2 separate regions of the Cricetulus griseus genome follow, and region 2 is linked to region 1. The links are chromatin contacts, called in public Micro-C maps. All regions are on one chromosome and are shown on one strand. Each heading gives the region's core, a stretch centred on a gene start, on an enhancer-like site or on the middle of the called end of the contact. The rest is flanking DNA. Distances are from core to core; before and after follow the strand shown.

What was found. Hi-C and Micro-C count contacts between places; a contact is called where the count stands out from the background.
Region 2: a contact with region 1 is called in a Micro-C map of the CHO-K1 cell line, with 5 times the contacts expected there. The contact joins the promoter of Tbc1d23 here to the promoter of Cmss1 in region 1. A contact is called at or near these places in 6 of 8 Hi-C or Micro-C datasets (the CHK-Q cell line, the CHO-K1 cell line, the CHO-S cell line and 2 more).

The regions. Positions count from the first base shown.
Region 1 is chr4:34,605,023-34,608,283 of CriGri-PICRH-1.0, forward strand. Cmss1 (protein CMSS1) reads left to right here and starts at 1,758. Exons shown (of 11, transcript XM_027412477.2): 1 at 1,758-1,971. The coding sequence starts at 1,911.
Region 2 is chr4:34,967,154-34,970,414 of CriGri-PICRH-1.0, forward strand. It overlaps Tbc1d23 (TBC1 domain family member 23), which reads left to right and starts at 1,751. Exons shown (of 19, transcript XM_027412484.2): 1 at 1,751-1,923. The coding sequence starts at 1,871.

The sequences.
Region 1 (3,261 bases), core at 508-3,007:
TGTGACTTGCGCAATCTCTTCTCGTGGTGGCATCAATAGGAAATCTTGACTTTTGTACTACAGTAAACTGAAGACTGAGGAAAGGCTATTTCAGCCAGTGGCAACTGGACAAGAGACTCTGCTGGCTCCAAAGGCTAAGAGAACCACTATGCACATAGGAAGCTCTGCTCAAACCTGTTATCTGCTCTGAACTGTAACATCGATGGACTCAGCTTCCCCCAAACAATAATTCCATCACGCCCTTCAACTCTAATAGTCATGTTCACACTTCTTTGTGTGACATTCATAATTTAGGATGGAACTCGTAGACTTCTCAGGGGTTGTCTATTTTCTTCGTGTTATGGACCCAAGCCCAGTAAGGTTAGACAGCTTATCCAAAACAACACCCCAATTTTCCCACCAAGGCACTGATTTTTTTTTTTTTAATTTTATCCACACTGGCATGCTGATATACACTGACAAGCTAAAGTTTAATTGCCCCCTTTTCTATGAAGGCTGCCCAGTTCAAATCACTGGGAAGTGAATGTTTCATAACCTAAACCCAGTGGTACTTATTCAAATGCCATGCAGAAACAGAGGGGTAAAGCCCCAGTAGTTGCTTCCTCCTTAGCCTCTCTGAGGTCATGAGGTACTGGATCTGGGGTTTTAGGGCAGACTAATTTATAAACCCAGATATCAATGTACTGATAAGAAAACAGTTAAATGGAAGATACACTTTGGATTGATTACTCCATATAGTCTGTAATTTTTTCTATAAAGGGAAATATGAATTATATATAAAGTAAATATGAAGTATGGATGTGTAGATTTTCCTCCAATGCTTTCTACTATAACAATCACTTATGACCACAGGTACAAACACCCGGAATGCTGCATTTGGCCTGTGGCTTTCCTGATCTCTGATACCTGTTGTCGGGCAGAAAGTAAAGGGAAATAAATACAGTCCGATTATCAAGTCTGCTAGTCTACTCTGCACCAAGTTCTCCCCTCCTCCTCCTCCTCTTCCTTCTTCCCTCCCTCCCTCTCCCCTGTCCCTCTCTCTTTCTTTCTTTTGAGGGTTTCTCTACAGGCTGACCTTGAACTCACAGAGATCCGCCTGCCTCTGCCTCCATCCAGAGTTCTGGGATTAAAGGCGTGCGCCACCACCCCTGGCCCCCAATTCTGTTCTTGTTCCAAGAGCCGTAGTATTCAGTGGGACCCATACACTACCACTCCTACTCCTAGAAAGAGTACATCAAAACCTGGTTAAGTATTTTAAATAGAGCATTATAATGTTACAGGGCTCTAGAGCTTTAGCGCCCTTCCTGACCAATTACCTTCCCTTCACTTAAGTTGTCCAAAAGAGTAGCACGCACATTCACAACTAATTCCTGACTTTTATCGCCAAAAACTCTCAGGTTTCTCTCTCAGGGCAAACTGCATACGTGCAGGGCCGTCAGAACCACGGACAACCTGGTGCAAACACAACCACGTGCCCAAGATTTCTCCCGCGGCGTAAATTCTTTGAAACTGAGCAGAGGAAAACCGTCCTAGCATCGGTTCTTGCACTTTCGACACAGGCTTTTCCGCCACAACCCACAACAAAACCCTTAAAGATGTCTTTTTAAAAATAACCGAAGCAGATGATGAAGTTTTGGTTCTGTGTCTCGGCTCGTTTCTACCATGTGGGGCATTTACTTGGTGTTTCTAGATCGATCTTGAGCACGCGAACCTGTGTGGAAACGGCGACGGCCCTGGCCTTCCGCAGCTGGAGGGCGTGGCCGTGTGACGTCATCTCCACCGGGCGACGCGGTTCTGTGGTGTCTCCGCGTGCAGCGTCGCTGTCGCCGGCTCTTCCGAGGCAGAGCGGATCGCAGCAGCCGGGCCGGTTCCACCCGGTTGTCAGCTCGCGTCGGTCGCGTCGCACGGAGATGGCAGACGATCTGGGAGACGAGTGGTGGGAGAGCCAGCCGGCCGCCGCCGGCAGCCCAGGTACCCGCTCCCCGCCCCGGCCTCAGCCCGCTGCCCGCGTGTGGCAGTCGCGGTGGTCCGCCCGGAGGAGGGGCGCGCAGCCGAGGGAGCACCAGGCGCCGCGGGGACACGGGTGGGAGAGCCTGTCCCACGTGCAACGAGAGGGCCACCCTCGCCGTCAGCCAGAGTGGAGCGGTGCCTTCCCAAAGCTCTCGTTTTCTTTTCTTTCCTTTTTACTTTTTCCTTGAAACTACGCAGACCGTGTTTGTTCAAAGAGGCGTTTCGCTGTCGCGGCCACCGGGAGGTCCTGAACTAGTGCTGGAATTAAAATCACAGGCCTGCTGTCACTGACGCGTTCCCCCTCTCCTCATCTGCAGAAAGAGTAATAACGTTAAGGTCCATTCAGAAATTGTTATGAAGGTGAAGGTGATTTGAAGTTGCAAAGCTCTTTACAATGCTTGGCGTGTAGTATATCCCCAATTATCATTGTAATGTGTTCTTTATAATACGTATTTTGAAGCAACAAGGGCCTTAAAGGTCCCCGTTTTGAACTCTGCTGTTTACGGATGAGGAATGTGACCTGAAGATGTTCCATAGCAAGTCCACTTAGCTAGTTGGTGTCAGAAACCAAGCTGCTTCCCAAAGCATTTAAGTTAACGCAGTTCTAGCAATTTTTATCATGCTGTCCATGCATGGACGCATAGGCATTTTATTTTCAAGGAAAATAGTATTATTAAGTAACTCCCCAAGAGTGGCCTCGAACATTTCAAGTCCCATAAGACTCCTGTTTTTGTTACTGTCTCTGTCCCAAGTCACCCTCCAAGGTTCCAAGGTCTGCCTCTTTGTAGTTTTGAGGGCAATATCAAAGTTAGATTTCTGTTTATTTTGACTTCAGAACTATCACATGATAGACACCGATGCAGTGGACAAGTTTAGGAGATTTCTCAGTGTGAAACTGGAAGTTATAGTAGAGTGTCAGTCCAGTGTAGGGTGGGAGTTTGGATCCCAGGTTTGAGACTAGGCTAGAGATACACAGTAGCTGGCACCAAACTACAGTTCTGAGAAACTAAACGTAAAGTAAACGTGAATAAAAATAGCTTGTTCTTGGTAGGTAATGTACAGTTCTCCATCTCATACCTTTTGAGGAGTGTTTTTTTTTTTTTTCTATGATTCAATAGCTCATTTTGAGTATTTGATGCCGCCTCTAACCATACATACGTGTAACAAGAAAATGGTAATGTTCAAGAATATCAGAGTCAGTGGGTAGTAATGCCACTCTTCCTTCCTTGAGCTCTTACTATATGCTAAATC
Region 2 (3,261 bases), core at 501-3,000, 360 kb after region 1:
CCATTTTTCTGTAAACCTCCAGGAACAGCTGAAGGATTCCATCAGAGGGTCTGTGCATTAGGACGATGATCTGACCTCCTGTCACACCTTTGATTGGTTGACTGATTGATTGATTGATTGATAATGCTCACCTACAGCTACATTCTATGTAAAAAGGAGTTTTCTGCAATAAAGAACAGGACATTACACATCTCCTCCAGGCTTGGAAGTGACTGCAACAATGTTCAGCTTTTTTTTTTTTAATTTTTTTCAAAGTTCAGCTTTTTATTATCTCTTTTTTGAAAGGAAAGTCAACATGTTTGGGGTTATAAATGAGATAGCTATACTACACTGTTTAAATTTTTTTAAATTATGGAGCATTTTAGGTATCAAGGTATACTTTATAGAAAAAAAATAATGGGCACCCCTGTGGCAAACATCTGTCATACTCTCTACTTGAGAGGCTGAGGCAAAAAGAATACTTGAGCCCACGAGCTCAAATATACCAGTCTGGAGTCAAGACCAAGCTTGGTAAAACAGCAAAAAACCCATCTCTAAAAAAAACAAACATAAGCTGGGCTTGGCGATGCAAGCCCTTAACCCTAGCATTCAGGAGGCAGAGGCAAGTGGATATCTATGAGTTTCAGGCCAACTGGTCTAGCGAGTTCCAAGATAGTCAAGGCTACATAGTAAAACCCGGTCTCAAAACAAAACAACAACAAACAAAGCAAAACATAATCAAACAGAAACTTGCTTTACTTAAAGTTCTTTCTGGTAATTTCTGTCCCATATGAAATTTATGTGCCTTCCCAATTTTCCTACGAATCACCTCAGCTTTTTTCAGTGTACATGTATCTATTGCTATTATGTTGATACCAAATATAAACAATGCCATTAGTTTGTAATCTGCTTTGCTCATTTTAACATGAATATTTCAGATTTATCCATGTTGTATGAGTTAACTGCACCGTTGCTCCTAGGACCTACAAGTATTTCTTATGGTCTGTCCTGAATCTGGAGTGGTCTAGGGTAGCCACTAGGGGCTAGAGTTTGCTAATATTGGTGTTGCGGATGAAGCCTGGGTGTAGAACAGGGAGGGCCATCTAGGAGGGACAGATGGGAGATAGGATAGGAAGGGAAGGATCTTGACAGCTTTCTTAAACTGGAATTCCAGTTTCAGAATTCTAACTAGAGTTGATTTTCCTGGCTGTGAGGGCTACAACGTTATTTTCTTCATAAAATCGTTTGAGTTATAACTTTTAGGTATTCAGACATACAGTATGGAGCCTTTCGTGTATTTTTATTTTCTCGTGGCTCTGGTGATCGAATGAAGCACTGAAGACGCTGGGCAAGCGTTGTACATCGCACTATCCCCGGCCTTGTTTTTTTTTTTTTTTATGGTCCTTACAAATGAGGTGTTCGGCCCTTTCCTTGCTTTCCATGCTGCTCACCTCTGTGAATTCGTGCTTGCCCTCTTCTCTCCACTAGCTCACAGCTCCTCGCCAAATAGGAAAGCAGACGCTGAGGAGACGCCCAGCGGGGGATGCTTCTCATTCACAAAACCTCCTCCGAGCCACGCCTTCTCTCCGCGCCCCGCCCACTCCCCCGAGGTCCCGCCCGCAAACTTCGTGCCCCTCCCACTTCGTTCGCGGCCCCGTGGCATCCTGGGATATGTGGTCTTCCACGAGCCCGGCCGCCTGCAAGCTCCAGGCTCCGCCTTTCGCCCTCGGGACGCGATGACGTCGCATCCCTCCAGTTCCTTGCCGCCCTCCTCCTCCGCCCCGGTGAGCCTCAGTCTCAGACTTCGTAACTCCTTTTACGACACTGAGTCTCAGACACAGTCTCGGCGCCAGGTCCACTTTTCGGCAAAGTGACGTGGACGTCAACAGCAATGGCGGAAGGAGAAGAGCTTCTGCCGCTGTCAACGTCGGGCGGGGACAGCTGGTGAGTGCGAGCCCAGGTTTCATTCCCGGTGGCCCCCTCTCCTCCTCCTCTCCATCCTGCACGTTCCGGAGCTGCCAGCTGGCCGGGCGTGGAGCAGGGCACCTGTCCTCCTCCGGTGTCCTGCCCCGCCCCCTCTGTCTCCGGTCCCTTTGCCCGTGGGCTCCTGCAGCTGGGGCGGAATCCCGGGAATTCCGGGCTGGTCCCGGATCTGCGCCTAAGTCGGGTCCTCCCTGTCGGCCCAGCGGAGAGGGTGGCTTCAGCACTGAGTTCGCCGAGTCCCTAGCCAGGGAGTTGGAGTGGGCGCGCTAAGGAGGAAGTTGCTTGATGAAGAGCTCAGACCATTTGAAGCAAGATCTTTGGAAATAACCAGCGCGACCTTTGACAGTGCAGAGGTTGGGAGACACACCCAGAAGAATTCAGTTCTTCTTGTTGTTGTTGTTGTTTTTTAATTAATTTTGTTTGTCTCCCAACAGTCTCCAACATTTGTCTTTCTCAAGTGTTATTTTTCCTTCCCACCACTTTCCTCACAACTCGATTTCATAGCTTTGGACGGCGTCTTAGATTTTGTTATTGTTTCTCCCAAGCGTTTGCATATCTGCCTCCTTGGGACTGTGGGAAGACTTAATTTGTAAAGGGACTCGTGTAGCTCAAGGCCGGCCTCGAACTTTTTGTGTGGCTGAGGATGACTGAACATCTGATCCTCTTGCTTGAACCCGCTGGGTTATAGGCAAGCTCCGTCTTACCTGGTGTATGTAGTGCTGGAGATTGAACCCGGGGTTCAAGCACTCTACCAACTGTATACAACCCCAACCCTTCCGATGCCTTTTGGTAGGCATTTTTTTCCACCCAGCGTCATTAATTTTTGGCAAACGCTTCTACTTTTGAAGTAGTTTGATCTGTTGATCTAAGTATATTGACTGCATGTAATACTCATGTTTTTTTTTTTTTTTTTCTGTTCACACTGTTTTTATATCGATCACTGGCACTGTTTACCTGAACGCAATACAAGGAATTGAGAGACATATACTTCACTATTTGAGGAAAGTGGGAATAGTTGAAAGGGATAGATAATACAGTAATTGAGACTTTCACCTCAGTTAGTGGACATCGGTATCTTAGTGCAGTTTTTATTCCGAGTGTAGGAGGAAAATGTAAATCTTGTTTCTTTCAAGTAGCTTATATTGGATAGATGAGGCAGAAGCCACCTCAAAGTACATTACATAAGCTTCATGGAGGCATTGGTGTGTGTTAGACTCTGAAGATTTAGTAAGATTAACAATGTTCAAAATAATAAATATAACAAAGTACAGAAGTAAAATTTTCCTTTTGCCTCATTGA